7 separate regions of the Mus musculus genome follow, and all the other regions are linked to region 3. A link is a contact called in public HiChIP or PLAC-seq and promoter capture Hi-C data. All regions are on one chromosome and are shown on one strand. The core of a region is the stretch at or near the end of the contact, and the rest is flanking DNA. Distances in the headings are between cores, read along the strand shown.

Region 1 (3,357 bases), core at 211-2,710, 2.5 Mb after region 3:
ACCAGGAAGCCCAACGTGGGCTTAGCGAACAGACCTCCGCTAATCTGTTTATTTCCTTGACTGCGAAGGGCTGCGATTCCCAGGACGATACATTTAATTAGAACAAAACAGGAAAAAAAAAATTGTAAAAAAAGCTCACCAAACTGCTGCACCTGTGTCTTTGAATGTGGGTGGCATTTCTTTTAAAAGGCAAAGGAGGGTCTGTGAAGGAGAAAGGGAGAACAGGAGGTGGGAGTGGGGAGAAAGGGCTGAGACCCATGGTCTGAAGGGGTCCTCTGCGGTTCCCTGACGGCTGCGAGCGAGGCTTCTGTCTAGCGCATTCTCCACCCTACCCCCACCCCCGCCTGCAAGACTAGCTTTTCTGCTCCCTGAAACCCACCTATTTTCAAACCTACTCACTCCAGCTCCCAGGAATCAGCAAACTATGTACCCCTTATCTTTCGGCTCCAGCAGGGCAAAAATGGCCCCAAACCTCTCATCCTCAAAACACGCAGGGCTGGTCCCATTATCACCCGCCAGAGAAGGGCGTGGGGAACCCATTTCGCACTAGAGGACAAGAGGCGCCACAGTTCACGTCCTGCCAAAGCACACGGGGGAGATCTTTGCTCCCAAGGGGGCGATTGCACCCTGTTTTGCCCCAAAGAGGGGGCGATGCCCGGAGAAAGCGGTGGCCAACTTCCTCTACTATCCAATGCAGGAAAAGCAACCTTCATACAACCCCCCCGCAAAAAAACAAAAACCTTAAAACTAAGGACCCTCCACCACTGACTGTCACCTACCTACAAAAAGAGAGGGACCCCCCAAAAAAAAAAAAAAAACCAATAGGGTTTCCAAAGAAGGTCAGGGGATTTAATCAAAAGAGCTGGAAATGCACCCGTTACCTGCCTGCCTTCTAGGGAGAAGCTAGAAAATACCTCCCGCCAAAAAATTAAAAGTGCACCAGAGCCCCCATCCTAAGGAGTCCTCCTTAGAACGAAAGAGCGAAGGCTGATCCAAACCCCCATTTTTCTGCCTCCGTTAGACTCGGGTACCTATCCAAAATGGACAGGGTATGCGTCCCCCAGGAGAAAGGATACTGTAGGGGATTGGGAAGACCCCCAACTCCGAACCCCTTAAGAGAGGAGCTGCAAGCTGGAGATGCCCCTAAAACAAGAGAATCCGGGGGCCCCTCCCCCAAAAGCCTTCCCCGAAGCCAGGCGACAGGCCGCTGACGGCCAGCTCCCGGAGCAGGGGCGGCCGAGGAGGCTGATGGGCCTCGGCAAGCCCACCCCCTTGGCGGCCCGTGCCCCGGGCGGGCGGACGGACCGACAGACCGGCGGGCGCGGGGGGTCCGGGGGGCGCCTCCTCACCTTCCCCTCAGCATGGCGCCCAAAAAAAGACAGAGCGAGAGCGAGGGAGAGCGGGCGAACGCCGCGAGGGGGGGCAACGCATGAGGCCGGGAGAGAAAGCGAAGCGAGAAAGAGCGAGCGAGCTAGAGACACCCACCGACCCCGCCCTTCCTCCTCCTCCTCCTCCTCCTCCGCGGCCCGGCCCAACATGGCGGCCGTCCCCTTCCTCCTCCTCCTCCCCCCCTCCCACGGGGGACGCTGCCCGGCCCAGGCCGGGGGGCCTGACCTGTCGTCAGGGAGCGGGAGGCGGTGGTGGAGGAGGTGCGGGGTGGCCGCGCGGCCGTCGGGGGAACACGGAGGAGGCGAAGGCGTTGATGGCGGCGGTGGCGATGGCGGCGGTGGCGACTCTGATGGCGGCGGCGGGGGGGTCCCGGGCACGGCCTCCATCGTTCCTTTGAGGGGGAGGGGATGTTAATGCACCAAAAAGGACTGCTTGGGCGTGGCGGGAGGGGCACACTTCAGCGCTCCGGGGCCTCCTGATGGGAACTGGGCATATAGATACATAGATCGATATCGAGTATTTTTTTTTTCGGTTTCGGAGTCACCTCTGAGCCGACTTCCACGTAGGCCGCGAGGCCTAGGCCCCGGCAAGGCCGCCCGCCGCCTGCTTTCTCCGCAGCCTGGCCCTGAGGTCACTCGCTCACGGGCACGGGACCCTCATCGGGACGAGAGGTCCCCTTCCGCCACACACGCACGCACACACACACGCGGCCCCCCAAGGCCTGAGACCCGGGGGACACGGACACTGGTGGGTGGTTGGGTGTAATTAGCGCGGGCCCGCGCGCGACGGAGCAAGCGAAGGGAAAGGGGGGGAGAGGAGAGCGAGCAGGGGGGATGGTTAAAAAAAAATCGGGGAGAAGAGGGATCGGGCTATGGAGATGGGCCGACTGTCTGCCCGCCCTAGATGCCCCAGCTGCCGGGCCCCCGCCGCGGTCAGGAATTCACACAAAATGGCGGCACAGCCGGGACAAGCACGGAGGCTGAAGCCGGAGGAAGGGCGTGGAGGGAGGGGGTAGCGGAGAGGCCGGAGGAGCGTCACGTGGAGAAGGGCAGAGCCAGCCCGCCCGAAAGTCGGCGAAAAGAGCCGAAGCGGAAGGGCGAGGCGGAGGAGAGGGCACGGAAAGAGCCGAACACAGCTGAGATTAACGAGACTCTGAAAAAAGCCGGAAAGAGCCGAGGGAAGATCTAGGTCACTGCAGCAACGCGGAGCGGATCAGAGACCCACCTAAAGGACCAAGGGTGGTCGTGGGGGCGGGGCTAGGGAAGGCCGGGAGAGCCGGAAATAGCCGAAGCGCTTCGGGATGGGAGAAGCCCCCCCCTGGGGGGGGGCGAGGCGAGAGTCCGGAAAGAGCCGAAGTCAGGGAAGGGATCCCGGGAGGAGGCGGAAGTAGCCGAAATACATTGAGCGGAGCGAATAGGAATTAGCGAATAAGCTGAACGGGTGGGGCTAGAAAGGCGATTAATTAACTCAAGGGTAAATGACTTTCAGGAACTCGCCCCCAAAGCAAGCGAGAAGAGCCGAAAATTGCTAGTTTGAAGGAAGGCGGGAAGAGCCCAAAGTTTTAGGTGGGAGAATAATGGGAGGGGAAAAAATTTAACCGAAAGCCGGAGACCGGTCCCAGGAGTCGGTCGTTCCCGAAGAGGGGCTGGAGAAGAGGCGGCCCGGAGATGACGTCACTACATAACTCAGCCAGTGGCGTCATCCTTGGAGGCGAGAAGGGTGGTGCCAACTGTGAGGGCGAAGTGGAGATCTTGACCGGGTTCTTAAACCGCTAACAAAAGTATTTTGAAGTTTCACCTCCTACCCAAGTTGATATTCCTAGTTTGTAGATGGAGACTGAACGCGAAGGCTGGAAGCTTAACTGGCTTAAGACCGAGTGTTTGGAGTCAGGATATGCGGAAAAGTTGAAGTTAGCAGTGCTAGCCTCTAAGCATACACAAAACCCATAGCTTCATCCGCAGCACCTTA
Region 2 (3,043 bases), core at 436-2,935, 3.0 Mb after region 3:
CCTTTTTTTTGTTAAGTTTTGGGAACTTAAATTCAGGTCTTTATTGTTTGCCCAGAAAGCTCTCTTACCCACTGAGCCATTCCCCAACCCTTGTTTTTCATTTTGAGACAGTCTCTCTACCCTAAACTCATTCTGCTGTCCAGGGTGGCCTATGAACTTGCCATCCTCCTGCCTCAGTGCCTCTTGAGTAGGTAGGTAAGGTTAAAAATGAACAGCACTACCCAGCTATTTTTTTTTCTTTTAGAGTGTGTGTGTGTGTGTGTGTGTGTGTGTTTTATACAGGCAATTCCATTGGCCTGCTTTCAGGGACCCAGCCAGTGCTTACATCATGACCTACGGCAGCCAGATGTACCAGTAGATGTAAGGACCCACCTGCCACCCCAGCTCTCTCTCTCTGATCTCCACCACCAATGTTCCCTCTCCTTCTCTGTCCCCTCTCTCTGCCCTCATGATTCTGCCCCCCATCTGTCTGCCTGTCTATCTGTCCACTTGTCTGCCTCTGTCCCTTCACCAAGTCCCACAGTACTCTTGCGTTCCCCCCAATAAACCTTTACACTAGGTCTGTTTTATGGTGTAACTTCTCAGGGGTACACCTTGGCCAGGCCCTCCAAAAATACTCCCTTGCCACATTATATTTCATAACGGCGTGTAAGCATATATGCCACCACAGCATACCTTGTGAAGGTCAAGAACAAACAGCTTGCAGGTATTGGCTTTTTCCAACATATGGGTTATGAGGATTAATCTGAGGCTTGGCAGCAACAGCCTTTCTCTACTGAGGTATCTTGGCAGCCCCACACCCAGCATCTTCTTTAATAAAAAGAGTTAAAGAAAATTTGACTGGACTCCGTCCCTTGGCAGTTACTATTTGGGAAGGAGGGGTGTCCTTCAATGGCATACACACTGGTCAGTTGCCTCTGATCTAGTAACTAACTCTTCACTCATTGCTGGTACAAAAAATCCTAGTAAATCCAGTACGTCACAAAACTACAAAGACACAAGGGAGGAGGGCATTTGGGGGAAAGAAGGGTAGTTCAGTAGGAGTGAGAAGGCAAAGGGAAGCAAAAATGGCAAGGCACGTATGAAACTGGTCTACAGAGTGAGTTCCAGGACAGCCAGGGTTATACAGAGAAACCCTCTCCCGAAAAACCAAACCAAGAAAGCAAGCAAGCAAGCAAGCAAACAAAAAACTTGTATAACTAACAAAATGGTTTGAGTAAAATTTTATGATACCGGGTAAGGTAAATTACTCAGAGTGAGAACCAAGAATCCACATAGCCTACTCCCTACCAACCCGAAATTGCAGGTCGAATCTCTGAATTCGAGGTCAGCCTGGTCTACAGAGTGAGTTAACAGACAGCTAGGCTACACAAAGAAACCCTGCCTTTTGTTGTTGTTGTTTTGTTTTTTCAAGACAGGGTTTCTCTGTGTAGCCCTGGCTGTCCTGGAACTCAGTCTGTAGACCAGGCTGGCCTCGAACTCAGAAATCCACCTGCCTCTGCCTCCCGAGTGCTGGGATTAAAGGCGTGCGTCACCACGCCCGGCTCGAACATTTTTAAAATAAGAAGAGACTGAACGTGATGATTTATCCTTTTGCCAAGACGTAAAACTCTCTATGTAAAAACTACGCTTTATCAAGATGGTCGCAAACAGGAAGTGCGTCATATTACGTCACTCGAGACGCGCACGTTCCAAACCGGATATCGGAGTTAGAGCGACTAAGCTCTTCCTTTAAGAAGATGGCTGCGGGTGGTAACAGGGACGGTGAGAAGCGCGGCTCGAGAAGCCAGGCGGACTCTGGCTTCCTGGGGCTGCGGCCGACCTCGGTGGATCCCGCTCTGAGGCGGCGGCGGCGGGGCCCCAGAAACAAGAAGCGCGGCTGGAGGAGGCTCGCCGAGGAGCCGCTGGGGTTAGAGGTCGACCAGTTCCTGGAAGACGTCCGGCTACAGGAGCGCACGACCGGGTACGTGGGGCGGGACTTCCGGTGGCGTGGCCGTGCGCTTTGCGACCTGGTGCTAGACGGACCGGGCATCCCGGCTCGGTGTGGGAGACCTATCAATAGTATCTTTAACAAATAAGCGTGCGAAAATCCCAACAAAGTTTAAGTTTTCCCCTAGTTTTTTTTAAAATTTGAAACAGGGCCTCACTATGTAGGACGACCTGGCACTCGGTATGTAGACAAGCCTGGCTCCGAACTCAAGTTTCCTCTGCCGCCGGAGTGCTGGCATTAAAACCTTTTGCTACAGAGTTTGAATTTCAAGTGAAAGAGAATAAAGTACGTTCACCCCATCGTGGTACATTTTAAATTCTGTGTGAAAGCTCCAGGTGTAGCCCATGGTTTGAGGAAGAGTTGGGATGGGCCCAAAAAGTTAGACCCCTAAGGGTCTGTTATCTTTCCAGCATTACTTTGGCAAATAGTCTGCATTTTTATCCTTCAGTGGCTTGTTGGCAGAGGCCCCAAACGAAAAGCTCTTCTTCGTGGACACAGGATTCAAGAGAAAAGGTGAGGAGTGCTCTTATGAAGTTGTGTGCTGGTGGTTCTCTGAGTCTTGCACCCGTGAGATCTGCATTGATGACATAATTTAAAGCAAAGCACACACACACACTCTCTCTCTCTTTCTCTCTCTCTCATTTTGGAAACAGTCTTGATCACAAGTTTGGAGGGGAGGGGGGATCGAGACAGGGTTTCTCTGTGTATCCCTGGCTGTCCTGGAACTCACTCTGTAGACCAGGCTGGCCTTGAACTCAGAAATCCACCTGTCCCTGCCTCCCCGAGTCAGTGCTGGGTGTGGTTCATCACCACAGTCTTACCATGTATACCATATTGGCCTCAAACTTAGATCTGCTTGCCTCTGCCTCCTGAGTGCTGGAAATAAAGGTATGCTTTACCACTGGAGACTAGAAGGGGCAGTCTTTAGTATAAAGAATTACTTTGAATGGCTTTGAAACAAGCTTGAGATGATTAAGAAAGGTGACCTGTTGTTCATTTTTGTTTGGTTTTATTGAGCTGTATCATTCAGCTTTTTTTTTTTTTGTCCCCCTT
Region 3 (3,047 bases), core at 82-2,581:
CTGGGGGATTCTAGGCAGGGGCTCTCCCACTGAGCCTTTGTCTGCCCTTGCACAGATCAGAGGTGAATATTGCAATCTTCCTCAAGGTCTCCACACCTTAATTTTTGAGAACAGGATCTCTCATTGAACCAGGAGCTCACTGAGTGGCTAGGCAGGCTGGCTAGTGAAAGCTTGGTATCCTGTTCTTGTTTTGTTAGGAATAGGGTTACAGATGCTGTGGTCGTGGCACATGCACCCTAACACACACACACACACACACACACACACACACAAAGTGTCATCTAATAAATAAGTAAACTCCTCTAGCCTGATGCCATGGTGTATGTGCCTTTAATCCCAGAACTCAGGAGGTAGAGGCAGAGGCATGGGGGTCTCGGTGACTTCGAGGACAACCTGATCTACGTAGTGAAATTCAGGCTAGCCAAAGCTATAGCGTGAGATATGTCTCAAGACAACTTCAGGAGGTTGGGGAGAAAGAAAAGAAAGAAAAAGAGCACTGGCTGCTCTTCTAAAGGGCCTGGAGCTCAGTTTCCAGCATCCCTAAGGTGCTTCACAACCATTTGTAACTACAGTCCGAGGCTCCTGACGCCGTCTTCCGACCTCTGCAGGCACCAGGCACACGCGTCGTGCACAGGCATACACGCAGGCATAAAACTCACACATATAAAATAAATAAATCTAAAACTATTAAAAAATAACTCCTACTTTGCTGTGTTGAGCTTTAATGAAGCCAGTGCCATGCCAGGCATGGTGGTACAACTCCAGTAATCTCAGTACCGGGAAGGTGGAGGCAGGAGGATCAGGAGTTCAAGGATGCATAGGAGACTAGCTTGGGCCACTTGAGGTTTTGTCATGCATGCACTGACAAAGCCAAGTCTAGCAAACCGATCAGGGTATACTTAGGCTGTCCTTACAGTTGAGAATATCCTCTAAGCCTCCTGACTTGAAGGCTCGGACCTTCCTCTGAGCAAGTTCCACACTCTAGTCAGCCCCTTCCTTCTCTGTGGGCGAGGCCTGCCTTGCTGGGGGTGGTGGGTGTGGTAGGCGGAGTAAAAATGCTATTTCCGGGATCCTCCTTCTACTCCAAGGGACCACCTTTTTCTTATGATTGGCAGAATATCTACCCAATAATCACTAGAAACAGACTGTAAACCTCGGAGGTCTCCCCACACGTGTTAGTAACGCCTCTTCCAAATAGACCAATTGTAAACTTCGGAAGGCGGGTTCTCCCATGGGGGCGGGACAGAGTGACGGGCGTCGCTTTTGACTTATGGAAACATGGCTGCCTGTAAGATCAGACCAATCAGAAGTGAGAAGGCCGGATGTGGGCGGAGCTGAAACTTCGGCGGTTGAACCGCTCGTGAAGATCGAGTCCGTGGAGGTGAAGAGCGAGTACGCGGGTGTGGGCGCGGGCTCCAGGCGCGGGCTGCAGGCGCGGGCAGTGGGGAGTCCCCAGAGCACCGATTCTTTCACGCAGGTGGACGCCAGAACCTATGCAAGCTGGAGATTTCACGGGGTCTTTAATGCATCATGTTGTCGCTCGCGAGATACGCGGCTAGAACTTAGAGAACCCTTACCGAATACTGCACTAGAGCTTGTAAGGTAGAGTTTTATTTTATATATATTACACCCCACGAGGTGCGGAGGGGGTGTCCTCGAGATGCCGTAGGTTCTGAACTTGAGTTGGTTTGGAGGATGGAGGCAGGTGAAGACAAGGCAGGGTTGAGGTTCCAGGGTTGAGGGTGTGTTCCTACCCTACGGACCAGAGGCGTTTACTGTGTGCAGGCTCTGAGCAAGTTATTTGTCGTGAAATCACTTTTAATTCTCGCTTTCTTTGCAGTGCTAGATGACAAACTTTGAAATGTTAGTCAATAGTTCTACCACTGCTGCCGAGGTCGGGAACGAGTCTTATGTTTTGTTTTTGAGACAGTGTCTCGCCTTTTTTCCTTGAACGCATAGAAATTATTGTGTGTTCACACAAGTGTGTGATGGGAGGGGGATTCATATCACAGGATGGGTGTGTAGTGACAGCTTTGGAATTTTGGTTCCTTTAAAAAACACAGAAATATTATAAGAATATGTTTTCATTTTAATCCCAGGTGTACCTGTTTTGGACAGTTCTCAGCTTACTATGATTTGCCGCTTGCTCTAGCAGAAGTGTGTTTTTGCCAGCTGCAGATAATTTTTTTTTCGATTGTGTGACATTTGGAATTTTGGGAACATTTTAGAGAGCATATAAATGTTAGGGCCCCCAAGAAGCATGTGTGCCTGTATGTGTATGTGCATGTGTGCAGGGTTGTTGGTCATTTAGGAAGGTTGGTTGTGGTTTGTTAGTAGTCACGGTCGAAGAAGAAACAAAAGGAAAGAAATTAGATTCAGGGGTTTTCCTAATTCCTCTCTTCCCCTCTATCCTTGTTTTCTCTCCTATCTAGTATTTAGGGGGTGAAAATGGGAGATAAAGCCTGGGGGAAAGAACCCACAAAGTAGCAAGGACCAGCTATATGGCTGTGGCTGTGGAGGTCGGACAACAACACTGGGTTGGTTCTCTCCTTCCACCTTTCTGTGGATTCTAGGGGTCAAGCTCCGCTCTTTGGGTTTACACAGCAGGAAGCTTTACCCATTGAGTCGTCTGGACAGCCCCTCTGAATGAACCCTGAAGTGTCATAACGCATCCTACAGTGGCACACCTTTGTAATCCCAGGACTGGGCAGCTGAGGCGAAGGACTGGCAGTTTGAGATCAGTCTGGGTCACAGGATGAGCTTGGGGCTCGTTTTACCTAAAGAGGGAGACCTTGTCTCAAAACAAACCTAGAGAAGAGAGTGTGAGCTTTGGTATCTGTTTGCCCAAGTTTGGGCCCTGGCACTGACTCTGGGACCCACTATGGAAATCATTGTGGCTTTGGGCGAGTTCTTTAATCCTTTCATACCCGAATTTCATGTTCTGGGCAATCACTTTTTCTATACCACTTCCCTCACTCTGTTTACCCAGATGTCTCTTTCCCGTATCCATCTCTGAACTCCATGCTCTATCCAAAGGCCAGCTCTTC
Region 4 (3,137 bases), core at 464-2,963, 2.8 Mb after region 3:
CAAAAGCCTCCCTCAAGTTCTCAAAGTTTCTTTTCAGCTCAAGAACTTTAAGTGCATGATACAAACGTATACCTTATACCAGAAAGCTCTGCTCTACCAGTGGCTGGGAAGTGGTAAACAGGTGGACACACAGCTGCTCCCCTGGGAGCAGCCCAACTCTACACTTATCTCTCTGGGCCAAAGAGATCAGACACTGAGCCATCAGGAAAACTACTGCTGAAAACTGAGCGGGAGGCACCGCCCCAACACCACGCCTAACCTGAACTTCTTCCCTTGTGAAGACTGAAGAAACACACACACACACACACACACACACACACACACTCACACTCTCTCTAATGAAACATTCTCATCTAACTGACATAGCCTGTCATTAACCAGATGTCTGTGCAGCAGGTATAAACATTTTTCAAGTTCCTTTGCTAAACATTATCTGATGGCAAACAACAAGGGATGGCTTCATCCTCTCCCTCCCCTTCATGTCTTTCTGTCCTCACCCAGCTTATAACAGTCTCTCCCAGAGCTTTCCCCAACTTCCTGGTTGTCTTCTGTATCCTTCCATCCTTGCTTTGGAGGCTTCTGATTTTGTGTCCTACCCCTGCACAGCTCTTCCTCAACACCTGCCTGGACCTTTCCCCAGTGTTCCTCTCTGCCTGTTCCTTCAAGAGCTTTGCCTGCTGCCATGTAGTGTCGTCTCCCCCTACCCCCTCCTATATCCCAAGGCTCTGGCCCTCTCCCCAGACCCCTCAAGCACTCCAATTCCTACCATCTTGGTTTCCCCATCAGCATCTTACACTCTCTGAGTCTGCTTCTTCCTGCCTGATGAGCCTTTCAGAGGGCCAGACTCAATTCTGAGCACAGTACACATAGTTTATACTCATAACAAACTTCTGCAGTTAGTTTTTACCAACAAGCCCTTTCAGAGAGACCTACTCCCTTAAGATAAAGAAACCTCGGAATCGCATCCCAAGCATGGGTTCTGCTGCTCCTAAGTTAATATGGCTGAAGATGGCAAACTTGCATAAACTTTGTGTGAGGTATTTGCCACCTCCTGGGTGTGTTCAGACTCCAGACTTGAGGACCACCTAGTAGGCGGTGGTCCTACCACCCTAATGATTCTCTTGTGTGCCTCATCCTCCCATCACCATTGTCTTGGCTAAAACCAGTGTCACTGTCCATTCATGCTTGTTCCCCAAGCACAAGTCTCCACCTCTCAGTCCAGGCCTCGCCATCAGTCACTCTTAGCAGGGCCCCACTCACCCTCACACCTCGTACTCCGGCTCATCATGCCCAAGGACGCCCCAGCCCGGGTCCCCTCGGTCTGGTGTCCTCACCCCGGCAGCCTGGGCCGCACAGATCCACGGGCACCGGCCTGGGAAAGGCGCGGCCACCAGTCAGCGGGTGTCGTCAGCCATAGGGCCACGGCCAGGGCCTGCAAGGCCGCTGAGGGGCTCCCAAAGTGCAGAGCAGAAGAGCCCGCTCTTCCCCGCCTTGGGCCCAGCCTCGCCCATTGCTCACCCAAAGAGGCCGGAGAAGAAGGACTGCGAGTTCTTCACCTTGCGCTCCGCTTCAGCCAGCAGCGCCATAGCCTCAGCCTGCTTCCCGGAGTTGTCCATGACGTCGCGCAGCTGCTCGGCTCAGGCCCGACACAGCCTGGCGACGACTCACAGGCCCCGGACACCGCGCACTCAGCGGAGCTCCGCCCGCTGCGTTGACGTCACCCAGGCCTGCCACCCCACGTGAACCCTGCGAACCAACCAGTGGGCTCAAGCTGCGAGGCACTCTCCTCCCGGCACGCCCCCTCCGGCTACCGCACTCAGCACCTTGACCCCCCCCCCCCCAACACGTGAGCACACGCCGCTAGCCTCCTGGAACCCCCACAAGCGCATTGCCACGTGACACCAAATAAGCCAATCATAAGCCCGAACCGCCAAGAGCCCACCGCCCCCAAAGCGCGACCTTTGACTCCCTCCAACCAATCAGCAGGCTCTATAGACTTGTTCTGCCACGCCTCGGCGGAACTGGGTCACACTAATCACCTGACCAGTGTCGCGGCGCTCATGTGACGCCTCTAGGTTCATGCTCCAGGTTTGACTGACCCAGCAGTTTAGCTCCGCCTCCTGTTTCGCTTTACGTCATAGTCACTTGGGAAAAAACTGTGCAGTGAAAACGAACCTTCTTACTCCCTCTGGCGATCGTCTCTAGAATTGGCTTGGGGAATCCAGAAGGTCTCCATTTCTAGCTGGATGGCTCAGCTGCTAAAGGCATTTGCTACCAAGTTTAACAACCATATTCCTATTCCTGGGACCCACATAGTAGAAGGTGAGAACTAGCTCCTCCAAATTGTTCTCTAACCTACACACACAATGCCTTTAGGGAGTATCTTGCAGTGCCACACACAGAATGTCACTAGATACTCAGTCCCATGTAAAAAGCTGGGTGTGTCAGCGGGCACCTGTAACAGGAATGGGTGGGTGGGAGACAGGCATATGCCTGGAGCTTGCTGGCCAGCCAGTCTGGCAGAATCAATGAGTTCCAGGGCCAGAGAGAGACCTGGTTTCGAAAACTAAGGTGCAGAACAACTGAAGAAGACTCCTGACATCAACCTCTGGCCTACACACACACACACACACACACACACACACACACACACAGTTAAAAATTAGTGGAAAAGTCTAAATAAAGCATGGACAGTCAGTTATTGACAGTGGTTCAGTATCTGTACTAAATACACTATGCTATAGTAAGAGCAACATCTTACTATAGGACAGAAACTGCTATGTGGGAACTAGCATAGGCTAGTTTTCTGTAAATCTACAGTTATTCTAAAGGTCAGTCCCCAGGGCCCTGCCCACAGTGATTCCAATCCCTATAGTGTGCTGTGGTGCAGGAATCTGTATCTCTTCTTTACTGAACTTCGCTGATTAGCAGGGAACATTTGAGGAAAGTGTTATGTGAGTTGGGTGTTGGGGACAGGAAAAGGCAAAAGACATCTTCCTCTGACCCTTTCCCATTGAACACTTCCCCAAATGTACCTGTGCTCATCATGACTGTACACTGACCTCAGAGCTGGTGAGTCTGGATGGCCACAAGCAGATATGGTTCCACTTCCATTTGCTGCAACGTGTCATCCTTTT
Region 5 (3,133 bases), core at 427-2,926, 2.6 Mb after region 3:
CAGCCACCCCTTGCCTCCTTGGAGAGCGGGCCCAGCTTGGCAGGAACCCCGAAGTCTTCTGAAGAAGAGGGGCCTGAGGCATCTCCAGGTGGGATGCATGAAGCTGGTGGAGGTGGGTGGCCTGCTTGCCTTCCTTGGGGAGGGAAGGGCTTGGGGATAGAAAAGGAGTGGGTCCTGTGAGGGCTTAGAACAGGGCATGAGCTGAGTCAGGTGCTGTGCTGGGTTTGGCCTGGAGTCAAGCCTTTGGGGTGCAAAGGGTGGGCCCTAAGGCCCCAGCCAATAGAAATTGTGAATAACTTTGAACGCTGGGCAAGGAAGAAGTTGGGCTCAGGGAAGGAGCTAAAAGTGGGATTTGAAATCTGAATATTCCCAGAGGTAAGAGGGTGACGCGATAGGATTTTGAGCTTGAAACTGGATTTTGGTTAGAGATCCTGTAAAAGTAAAACATGGTTAATTAAAGGTAGGAACGACTTTAACTAATGAATGAGCCGGCTCTTAAGACTTATCTGAAGGCAGGGTTAGCGGTTTTGGGTCAGACCATAGTGGGATTTTAGATCCCACGTAGTAGAAGCAAGAGACTGATCTTGGTCACTTTAACGTGATCAGCCAGGTTACTGCTTGTGTTCATCTTTTAGTTCCCCTGCAGTAGAATAAGATGTGGAGCAGAGGCCAGGAAAGGCTGTCAAAGGAATAGTGAGAGTGGAAGCCAAGGACATCTTCGGAAAGGGGCCAGGCCAAACAGGATAGTTTGGGGTCCTGGGAGGAGTGGATGAGCTCATTACACTAGCACTTCCCAGTAGTCAACAGGGTTAGATTGGAGGGGCTCCTGCTTCAGGGGCCTCCTGAGGGTCGAGTAAGCTGGAGGCCAAGTTGTAGGTGGGTTTGACTGAGGTGCGGGATAGGGTGGGTCGGGCAGGCTGGTCCTCCATTTACCGCTTTTTGTCTCCTTAGAGGTGGGCCCCGAGGGCCAGGAGACGGCGGAGATCACAGACTTCCAGAGGGTGCGTTTCTGCAAGGTGGTGGCGGCTGCTCCGCCGCCGGGGGCTGCCCGCTGACAGCGCCAGCAGACCAGGGTGCCTCGCTCTGTACTAACCTTCAGCTCCTCTGCTTCTGCTACACTCCGTCCAGGCCAGGGTTAAACTTAGTGGGGGAGGAAGCAGGTTAGCAACGAGCCCGGCCCGAGGGGAGTCTTCTAAATTCGCTGAGGACCCAGTGGTGCCAGTCCGACCGCACTCGTCTGGTCGAACCCTCGGAGTCAGTCCCTGTGAGGCCTGGGTGTGCAGGAACCTGCAGCTAGGGATTGAATTAAACGCGTGCTACCGCCAACCTTTGAACTGTGCTGCTAGCTGATCAGGCTAGGCTGCTGTGCTTGGCTGGCGGAAGAGGCGGGACGAGAGTGCTCCTCTCATCCTCACACCTCTCTCCTCCCACCCCGCAGGCCGTCTCGCAGTCCTGAAGATGCTGCTGGGAGGGGCGGCAGCGCAGGTTTGCCTGGCTCCCAGGCTGGCTGCTCTCCTCCCTGCAGTCCACCCTGGATCCCTCGCCTCTAGGGAACAGAAGTTTACGCTGGTGCGGAGTTGCTGGGGAAGGGGCCAGCAGGGGTGATGGAGGGAACTGGGTCTCGGAACTCTCGTAGTAGTCCAGGGATGTGAGACTGGGAGGGCCGGGGCCGGGGCTCGGTGGGCGGGGCTAGCGTTCAGAAGCTCCGTAGGCCTCCGGCTTCAACAGAGTAGGAACCTTAGCTCCGGCGGGCAGAGGGATGCTAGTGTGCAGAGCTGCAGTCGGTCGAAGAAGGAAGGGGTTCGATTAGCGCGGAGAGGGCTGAGGTAGAAAACAGGAATAGGCGGTTGGAAATGTGACAGCTAGGGCGGGAGAAGAGCGAGTGGGCGTGGCCTTGAGGGGGTAGAGCTAAGAAATCTTGATAGTGGTGGGTCAGAGGCGGTAGGGGCGTGTCTAGGATGTAGCTGAGCTGGGGGGGGGGTGCTGTCTGACAAGGCGTGGTCCTGGAAGGGGCGTGGCTTGCTTGAGGCGGTCCTGGGGTGGGGGCGGGGTCGGTGCAGGCTGAGTGGGCAGCGCGATGCGGGGCTCGAGCTGCGTGGGCAGTGGTGGCGAGAGCCCGGGTGGTACGGGGCTGAGCGAGGGTCCCCGTGGCCGATGGCTGCGGCTCGCCCCTGTCTGCGCCTACTTCCTGTGTGTGTCCTTGGCCGCTGTGCTGCTTGCTGTGTACTACGGGCTCATCTGGGTTCCCACGCGGCCGCCTGCGGGCCCCGCCGACCCCCTGCCCAGCGCTGCGGCCGCTCCGTGTGCTCGAGCAGCACCGCCCGCCCCGCCTCCGGCCGCACCCGCATCCTGTTTGCTTGGGGCCTCCGGCGGGCCACGACCGCAGCCAGGACTGCCACGGAGTCGCCGCCACAGTCGCCGCCCAGCTCCGGGAGCGACGCGGGAGACCGCGCGCCGAGCGCCTGGATAGTCTGGCCCGCCCCCACCGTGGCCTGCGTCTGTCTATCTGCACCACCGGGCCTCGCCTGCGCGGCGCCGCCTCTCTCCTTGCCGCGGTCCTGATCCTGCCCGACCTTATTCCACCTTGCTCCTTCCCGGGACTCAGCGCTCATCGGCAATAAACTCCAGCCTCAGCTGGCTTACCTGGTCTGTGGTCGTTGGCCTCGGCCGCTGGTCCCTTCTAGCTCCGTGGCCGCGCGGCCTTAAAGGCTTTCCTCTCTCATTGCTCACATGTAATTTTTGGGTTGGAATGGGGAGAAGCGGCTTGCCAGTTTTCGGGGCCATTGAAGGTCAGATACTGTAAAGGCCTTACCAGTTTTCGGGGTGTCATCTCGTATAGCTTCGGAGACAGTGGTGCGTGCTGGAAACTGCAGTTGGTATAGTTTGCAATGGCAGGGGTAGAGGATGTCACCCGTAAGCTAGCTTGTCCTGGTTTGGGTGGTGACATTTGCTGCTTTGGAAGTGTGGAGCATATAGCTGAACCAAACCAAAACTGGTCTGCATTGCTGTTGGTGCCATGTTGAGACTGGTGTAGCTTCTGATAAAGAAGTCATGCGATTGAGTCCATTTTCCCTTACCCATGACTGTGGCTTGGCCGTAGGCAGGCCTGGGATATACTCTGCTGGCCAGCTGC
Region 6 (3,093 bases), core at 564-3,063, 2.9 Mb after region 3:
ACTCAGAGCCAGGAGAGACCTTCTGAAAGGCTCAACTCTCATCCTGTTGCCGATACACATGAAAATAAATCTTAAAAATGTAAATAAATATATATAAATTGAGAAAAAAACTTGACTAGTATGCAAGAGGCCCTAAGTTTTTTTTTTTACCATCATCCCATAAACTGGGCATGGTGGTACACACCTGTAATCCCAGCAGTCTGGAAAGTGGTCATTGTGGGCAGGCGACATTTTCAGAAAAGCAACCGTTTGCTTGCTTTGTATGGTGGCATACACCTATGTGTGTGGGGGGCTGAGGCAGGAGAATCGTGAGGGTAATTTGGGCTACTTAGTGTCCAGACTCTATTTTAGAATGCCAAAATAAAGTAAGGCATGTGTCATAGTTAGGGTGTCTATTGCTATGAAGAGACACCATGACCACGACAACTCTTATAAAGGAAAGCGTTTAATTGGGGCTGGCTTACAGTTTCAGAGGTTCAATCTGTTATCATCATGACAGGAAACGTGGAGGTATGTAGGCAGACATGGTGCTGAAGAGGTAAGTTGTACATCTAGGTTGGCAGGCAGCAGGGAGAGAGAGACTGGGCCTGGCTTGATTATTTGACACTTCGATGTCCCCCCTCTACCCCCTACACACGTCCTCCAAAAAGACTATACCTACTCCAACAAAAACACAGCTCCTAATAATGCCAGTCCCTATGAGCCTACGGAGGCCATTTTTATTCAAACTACCACCCCGTGTGCTGTGTCTATGAACTGATGCTGAGAGTGTATGCCTGCACCACCGTGCTGGGCATATTCTGTGCTGGCGATAGAACTCAGGGCTTCATGTATCCTAGATGGGCACTGTACCAACTAAGCCACATCCCTAGCCCCATGGCCTTGAGGTTTCTCCCCCTTGTGTTTTTGTTGGTGGCGGTGGTGTTGGTGGTGGTTGGTTGGTTGTTTTTATAGTAGATACACAGCGTCTCTACTACGTAGCTTTGGCTGGTCTGGAATTTGCTATGAAGATCAGGCTGGCTTTAAACTCATAGAGATTCACCTGCCTCTGCCTCCCAAATGCTGGGATGAAAGGCTTGTGCCACCACATTGGGCCTGTGCACTTACATTTTAATAATTTACTTTTATTTATATGTGTTGGTGTTTTGCCTGCTTTGCACATGTGTGTGTGAGGGTGTCAGATCTTGAAGTTACAGACAGTTGTGAGCTGTTGTAATATGTGTTGTAATGTGAGTTGTAATGTGGGTGCTGGGAATTGAATCCAAGTCCTCTGGAAGAGCAGTCAGTATTCTTTTTTTGGGGGGGGGGTGGAGGTTTTTTTGTTTTAGCTTTTGTTTTTCGAGACAGGGTTTCTCTGTATAGCTCTGCTCTGTATAGCTCTGCTGTCCTGGAACTCACTTTGTAGACCAGGCTGACCTCAGAACTCAGAAATCCGCCTGCCTCTGCCTCCCAAGTGCTAGGATTAAAGGTGTGTGCCACCACGCCCGGCTCAGTCAGTATTCTTAAATGCTGACCATCTAACTCTTCCGTCTTGTACTTAAGATTTTAAAATTACTGTTGTTACAGTTATTTTTGAGACAGGATCCCCGCCCCCCCCCCCACGCGGTCCAGCTGGCTTCAAACTTGCATGCACCACTATGATCAGACAAATTATTGGTAGGCCTGCTGCAGCCTCTGTCAACTTATTTGCTAAGAGAGGGAGCCAAAAGCTGGAGGATGGGGCTCACACTGAACTAAGGAGTGCACGCTCGAACCTGTGCGCGTTTTCACAGTGCCCGCCAGGGGGCGCCCGAGGCTGGCGCGGGCTAGGACAGGGGGCCTGGGGCCCGCCCTGCTCGCCGCTCCTAGCGCACGCGGCCCCACCCGTCTCACTCCACTGCGGACAGGACAGAGCTCGGGCTGCTTGCTCTGCGCTCCCCAGATCCCTGGTGAGTGCTCCCCAAATCCCACCTCTCACCCTCGCTCCCCTCTGTAACAGTCTGTGCACTCTCCGTCCCAGTCGCTCCCAATTCCCACACTCCAGGACTACCCCCACCCCTCCTCAAATCTTCCCTCAACCTCCTCAGATCTCCCCAGCCTCTCTTTAGTACTCCGTATAGCCCCCTCCCCCTCCCCCTCCCCCAGTTCTCCCAGTCCCTACCCAGCCTTCATCTTTGAAGACTCCCCCTTTGAAGTGGCCTTCTACCCTCCACACCCATCTCTGCTCCCCTTGGTCCGTCTTGCCACCCAAGAGCCTTCTCTTGCCTCTCGAAGTGCATAGACTCTTCAGCCACCCCTTTTTGAGATGCCCCTCAGCTGCCTCCCTGCCTGGGACATTTCCAGGGTTCCCTCTCTTCATCTATGTCACAGGTTCTTCCGTCCGTTATTTCTCCCACCCCTCCAATCCATTTTCTTTCCACTCTTCCCTTTTCCTTTAAGTCACAATGATTTTATATTTTGATTTGCAACGTTTGGGGTTTTGTTTGTTTGTTTTGATATTTAAATTGTCCCATCTTTGAGTCAGATATGGTGGCACACTCCTTGAACCCCAAGATGTAGAAAGCAGAGGCAGGCAGATCTCAGTCTAAGGCTAACCTGGGCTACATAGGTCCAGGTCAGTCAGAGCTACATAGTGAGAATGTAGGGGGCGGGGATGTCGGAGAGGAAGCTGGTGGTGGAGAGTTCACTGAGAGTCAGAACTGGCTGCTCTTCCAGAGGTAGAGGTAGAGGATGGTCCCGAACTTCTAATCTTGTGTCTGCCTGCCTAGTGCTGAGATTACAGATATGCACTCTGCCCTACATGGTAGCTCAAAACCATCTGTTACTTCAGTCCAGGGGAATCCAAAATTCTTTTCTGGCCCCCAAGGGGCCATGAACATGGAACACAGGCATACATAAAGACACATAAAATATTTTTAATAAAAGAAAAAAAAAAGGAAAAATTGTCTCATCTTTGGCTAAGGAGAGCCATTTCAGGCTGAGTGCTGGGTGGCCTTTGAGCTGACTCAGACTGGCTTGTTCCTTCCTAACCTCCAAGCCCCAGGCCCAGCCCCAGCCCCAGCCCCAGCCCCAGCCACAGCCACAGCCACAGCCACAGCCACAGCCCCAGCCACA
Region 7 (3,183 bases), core at 392-2,891, 2.7 Mb after region 3:
CAAGTGTATGTTTTATTTTTGTAGTATTGGGTTCCAGGGCCTGGTGCATCCTAGCCAGGGGCTCTACCACTGAGCCACGCCCCCAGCCCCTCACTGGGGGATTCAAGGCAGGGGCTCTACCACTGAGCCACGTCCCCAGCCCCTCACTGGGGGATTCTAGGCAGGGGCTCTACCCCCGAGCCACGCCCCCAGCCCCTCACTGGGGGATTCTAGGCAGGGGCTCTACCACTGAGCCACGCCCCCAGCCCCCTCACTGGGGGATTCTAGGCAGGGCTCTACCAGCTTTGTTTGGTTTTGAGATAGAATCTTACTTTGCAGCCCATGCTGGCCTGGAACTCAGAGCAATTCTCCTGCTTTGACCTCTGGAGTGCTATTACACTACACACCTCTGAATGTCTTAACAATTTATCACATCCAACATGTAAATTCACCATACCCATATCCACACAGAGTTGGGCACACAGCCGACATGCACATGCATGTGATACATATGCACATGTATGCTATAGGGTAGGTTCTCCAGAGCATGCAGGCTTAGAGCACTACACCCCGAATTGCAAGAGACAACTACACACACACACACGCACACACACACAGAGAGAGAGAGAGAGAGAGAGAGAGAGAGAGAGAGAGAGAGAGAGAGAGAGAGAAACATTCACATATACTTACACAGAGAGACAGAGACAGAGACAGACAGACAGTCAGTCAGTCAGTCAGAGCGCACCTAGCACCAAGTTGGAATTGAATGAATGAGGAAATGAAAGACATTTAGCACAATCAGACAACAGTCAATAAATACATTTGGGGGAGGGTAACCCTATTCTACCATGCAAACAGTCCCAACCAGAAACAAGAGTATAGGAGCCAGATTTCTGGGTCCTCCTGTTACGGAATCACAATGGGGCAGCAGGACCTTTGATCTCCAGGTAGAAGACGGTTCTTAGCAGTGGGGAGACTGGGGCGCCAAGAGGCAAAGGGCTCACTGGTATGAGGCAGAGGGTCCTGTGTTCTCCAGCCGACCTGGGCGCACTGGGCCATCTGGGTGGCTGTCACTCCTCTTTTGCTTCCGCAGGCTAACTTCTCTAAGCATCCTGAAGTGAATTCACCTGCTCCCAGCTGCCCACCGTGAACCCAGACGATGGGGTCTTTACCTCCTGCCAGGTTCGTCTCCAAACCTCCCTACACTCAGGGCTCGCATCTCTCCCCTGCTCTCCCTTGTCTGGCAGCTTGGTGAGATGTCCCACCCCTAACCCCAGGGTGGGTCTCAGACAACAGAAGCCTGGGGAAAAGCAGACAGGAAGAGGGTAGAGATGGGGAAGACCCAAGAGATAGAGGGAGTAGGGGAGGGGGGGTGAGGGGGAGAGAGTGACAGAGAGGAATAGAGGGAGGGGCAGAAGGAACTCTAAGGGGCAAAAAGGGACATTTAGAGGCAGAAAGAGGCTCAGGGCGGGACGGCACAGTCACCTACCCTCCGGGCCATGAGCCGGCGCCGCCTGTCCTGGGCTCGGGAGGTCACGGCCTGGAGCTCATCGCGGCAGGAGGTCCCCGAGGTCCCCGCCGGGTGCCAGGGTCTCCGAGTGGCCAAGACCCGCGGATCGCGGCCGAGGGTGGCGGCGGCTCCTCCGCTCACACGGGCCCGGCCTGTGTCACATCCGGAAGTTCACGCGGAGACGCTTAACCCGCTGTCTGCCGGAGCGGGGCCTCCTCCCGAGCGGCCCCTCTCCTGTCTTGTCCCTCCCCTCTCCTCTGAGTCCCCTCCTCCCTCTCCTTCTCTGCCTCCCCTTCTTCCCTCCGTGCTGTCCCCTCCCTCCTCCTCTCCTCTTCCTGGACTCCAGGTCTGCCTCCACCCACCTTGGCCTTTGTATGTCAGATTCGCGGGGTCTTGTGTCTGGAGCTTCCCGCGGTCCCCACCCTCCCTCTTGGTCCTCACTGCTTCTTGCTCTCTCCCTGCCTGGCCGCCAGGGGTCTGCAGTAGCTTTTTGCCCCTCCTCTCTGGTCACTCTTCTGTCTCTGTCTCTCCTGTCTAACCATGAGACGGGATTAAAGCAAACCAGGCACAGGAAAGAACCAAGCTTATATTTTCGTTTGTCTTCTTGCTCCGTTTCTGTCCCTTGTCTCCCCTGGGGGGACAAGGGGGCTGTCGGCCCGAGGCTCCAGTGTGTGTCTAGAAGTGGCAAAGTATTGAGCTGCTGTGCTTCCCTCAGGGATGTGTGTGCCTCTGTCCTTCTGAGCCCTGTGTTCAGGAAGGCCCTTAGCCTGGATGAAGCCCTCTCAGCTGCCCCTAGGGGAGCAGCCTGGGACCTCCGAGCCTTGCGGGGGTGGGAGGGTGGGGGTGGGGTGGGGTGTAAATCGTGGGTCTAGCCACTGAGGCGGTGCAGACAAAAGCTGTCAGTCAAACCCCAAGACAAGCTTTGGAGTGAAATTCCAGTGGCAAAAAGTAATTGTGCCGGGTGTGTGTGGTACTCAGGGAGACTGAGGCAGGAGGAGCATGAGTTGGATGCAAGCCTGCTTATACGGTAAGATTCTGTCTCCAAAAACCAGAGGAAAAGAGGAGGATGTGGGTTGGGGGAGGAAGAGGAAGGAAGGAAAGAAAGGGAACCTGAGAAAGGGACAGAGAAGGGAACAGAATCAGAGAGAGAGAGAGAGAGAGAGAGAGAGAGAGAGAGAGAGAGAGAGAGAGAGAGAGAGAGAGAGAGCGCAGAGAGTGGAGGCAGCTGAGAGCCTGCTCACTGACTCTCTCACTGTTGGTGGTGTGAGCCCCGCTGGGCTAGCTGGAGGTACATTTTATGACTCCCATAAACAGGCCTCGCACTCCTTCATCTTCTCTGCTGGAAATAAAACAAAAGCCAGGGCAGGGGTGACAGGTGGGGAGGGCCTGAGAGGCTATGGAGGAGGGAGGACCCTGCTTCTTCTCAGCTCCTCTTATTGTCCTGAGTGTGCCCCTCTTTCTCCTCACCCTGTTCTGTCACCTGGGACACCCACAGATCCTGATGGAGTCCAGACCTTTCTCTAACATGCCTTTCACTCTCTGCAACAAACCAGGGCTCTAGATTTCAGGGGGCCTTGCCTGACTGTGGGCTTATCACACTGAGTGGGGTCCCCCTTCAGGTTTCCCCACTTTGGCCCTTTGAGGCTGGCGGGGAGTGGGGTTAGCTACACACATGTACCCCAACATAGGTACTG

Evidence for each region. Promoter capture Hi-C pulls out the DNA fragments that hold promoters and counts their contacts. HiChIP or PLAC-seq counts read pairs in DNA pulled down with a chosen protein or histone mark. Capture Hi-C pulls out chosen DNA fragments and counts their contacts.
Region 1: a contact with region 3 is called in an H3K27ac HiChIP or PLAC-seq map of epiblast stem cells, with 6 times the contacts expected there. The contact joins the promoter of Zc3h4 here to the promoter of Ccdc61 in region 3.
Region 2: a contact with region 3 is called in an H3K4me3 HiChIP or PLAC-seq map of stem cell-derived neural progenitor cells, with 9 times the contacts expected there. The contact joins the promoter of Nop53 here to the promoter of Ccdc61 in region 3. A contact is called at or near these places in 3 of 484 Hi-C or Micro-C datasets (B cells, cerebellum and liver) and 1 of 115 datasets of contacts at active chromatin or transcription factors (stem cell-derived neural progenitor cells).
Region 4: a promoter capture Hi-C map of liver shows a contact between it and region 3, with 5 times the contacts expected there. The contact joins the promoter of Napa here to the promoter of Ccdc61 in region 3. A contact is called at or near these places in 2 of 39 promoter capture datasets (embryonic stem cells and liver).
Region 5: a contact with region 3 is called in an H3K4me3 HiChIP or PLAC-seq map of stem cell-derived neural progenitor cells, with 6 times the contacts expected there. The contact joins the promoter of Inafm1 here to the promoter of Ccdc61 in region 3. A contact is called at or near these places in 2 of 115 datasets of contacts at active chromatin or transcription factors (astrocytes and stem cell-derived neural progenitor cells) and 2 of 9 other capture datasets (adipose tissue and liver).
Region 6: a promoter capture Hi-C map of hippocampal neurons shows a contact between it and region 3, with 9 times the contacts expected there. The contact joins the promoter of Ehd2 here to the promoter of Ccdc61 in region 3.
Region 7: a contact with region 3 is called in a promoter capture Hi-C map of pancreatic islet. The contact joins the promoter of Meis3 here to the promoter of Ccdc61 in region 3. A contact is called at or near these places in 1 of 39 promoter capture datasets (cranial neural crest) and 1 of 9 other capture datasets (pancreatic islet).

The regions. Positions count from the first base shown.
Region 1 is chr7:16,399,299-16,402,655 of GRCm38.p6, reverse strand. Zc3h4 (zinc finger CCCH-type containing 4) reads right to left here and starts at 1,460. Exons shown (of 14, transcript NM_198631.2): 1 at 1,350-1,460. The coding sequence starts at 1,363.
Region 2 is chr7:15,944,750-15,947,792 of GRCm38.p6, reverse strand. Nop53 (NOP53 ribosome biogenesis factor) reads left to right here and starts at 1,685. Exons shown (of 13, transcript NM_133831.3): 1 at 1,685-1,963; 2 at 2,439-2,503. The coding sequence starts at 1,740. Gm24576 (a long non-coding RNA gene) reads right to left here and starts at 1,700. Exons shown (of 2, transcript XR_391165.4): 1 at 1,493-1,700; 2 at 3-1,332. It also overlaps a transcript of Ehd2 not described here.
Region 3 is chr7:18,908,688-18,911,734 of GRCm38.p6, reverse strand. Ccdc61 (coiled-coil domain containing 61) reads left to right here and starts at 1,331. Exons shown (of 14, transcript NM_001033314.3): 1 at 1,331-1,602.
Region 4 is chr7:16,097,156-16,100,292 of GRCm38.p6, reverse strand. It overlaps Napa (N-ethylmaleimide sensitive fusion protein attachment protein alpha), which reads right to left and starts at 1,713. Exons shown (of 11, transcript NM_025898.4): 1 at 1,519-1,713. The coding sequence starts at 1,616.
Region 5 is chr7:16,272,235-16,275,367 of GRCm38.p6, reverse strand. Inafm1 (InaF motif containing 1) reads left to right here and starts at 1,676. Exons shown (of 1, transcript NM_001136270.1): 1 at 1,676-3,133. The coding sequence starts at 2,078. The coding sequence ends at 2,470. It overlaps Ccdc9 (coiled-coil domain containing 9), which reads left to right. Exons shown (of 14, transcript NM_001382411.1): 13 at 1-112; 14 at 952-1,326. The coding sequence ends at 1,055.
Region 6 is chr7:15,966,255-15,969,347 of GRCm38.p6, reverse strand. Ehd2 (EH-domain containing 2) reads left to right here and starts at 1,813. Exons shown (of 6, transcript NM_153068.3): 1 at 1,813-1,928.
Region 7 is chr7:16,173,853-16,177,035 of GRCm38.p6, reverse strand. Meis3 (Meis homeobox 3) reads right to left here and starts at 1,641. Exons shown (of 13, transcript NM_008627.4): 1 at 1,469-1,641. The coding sequence starts at 1,480.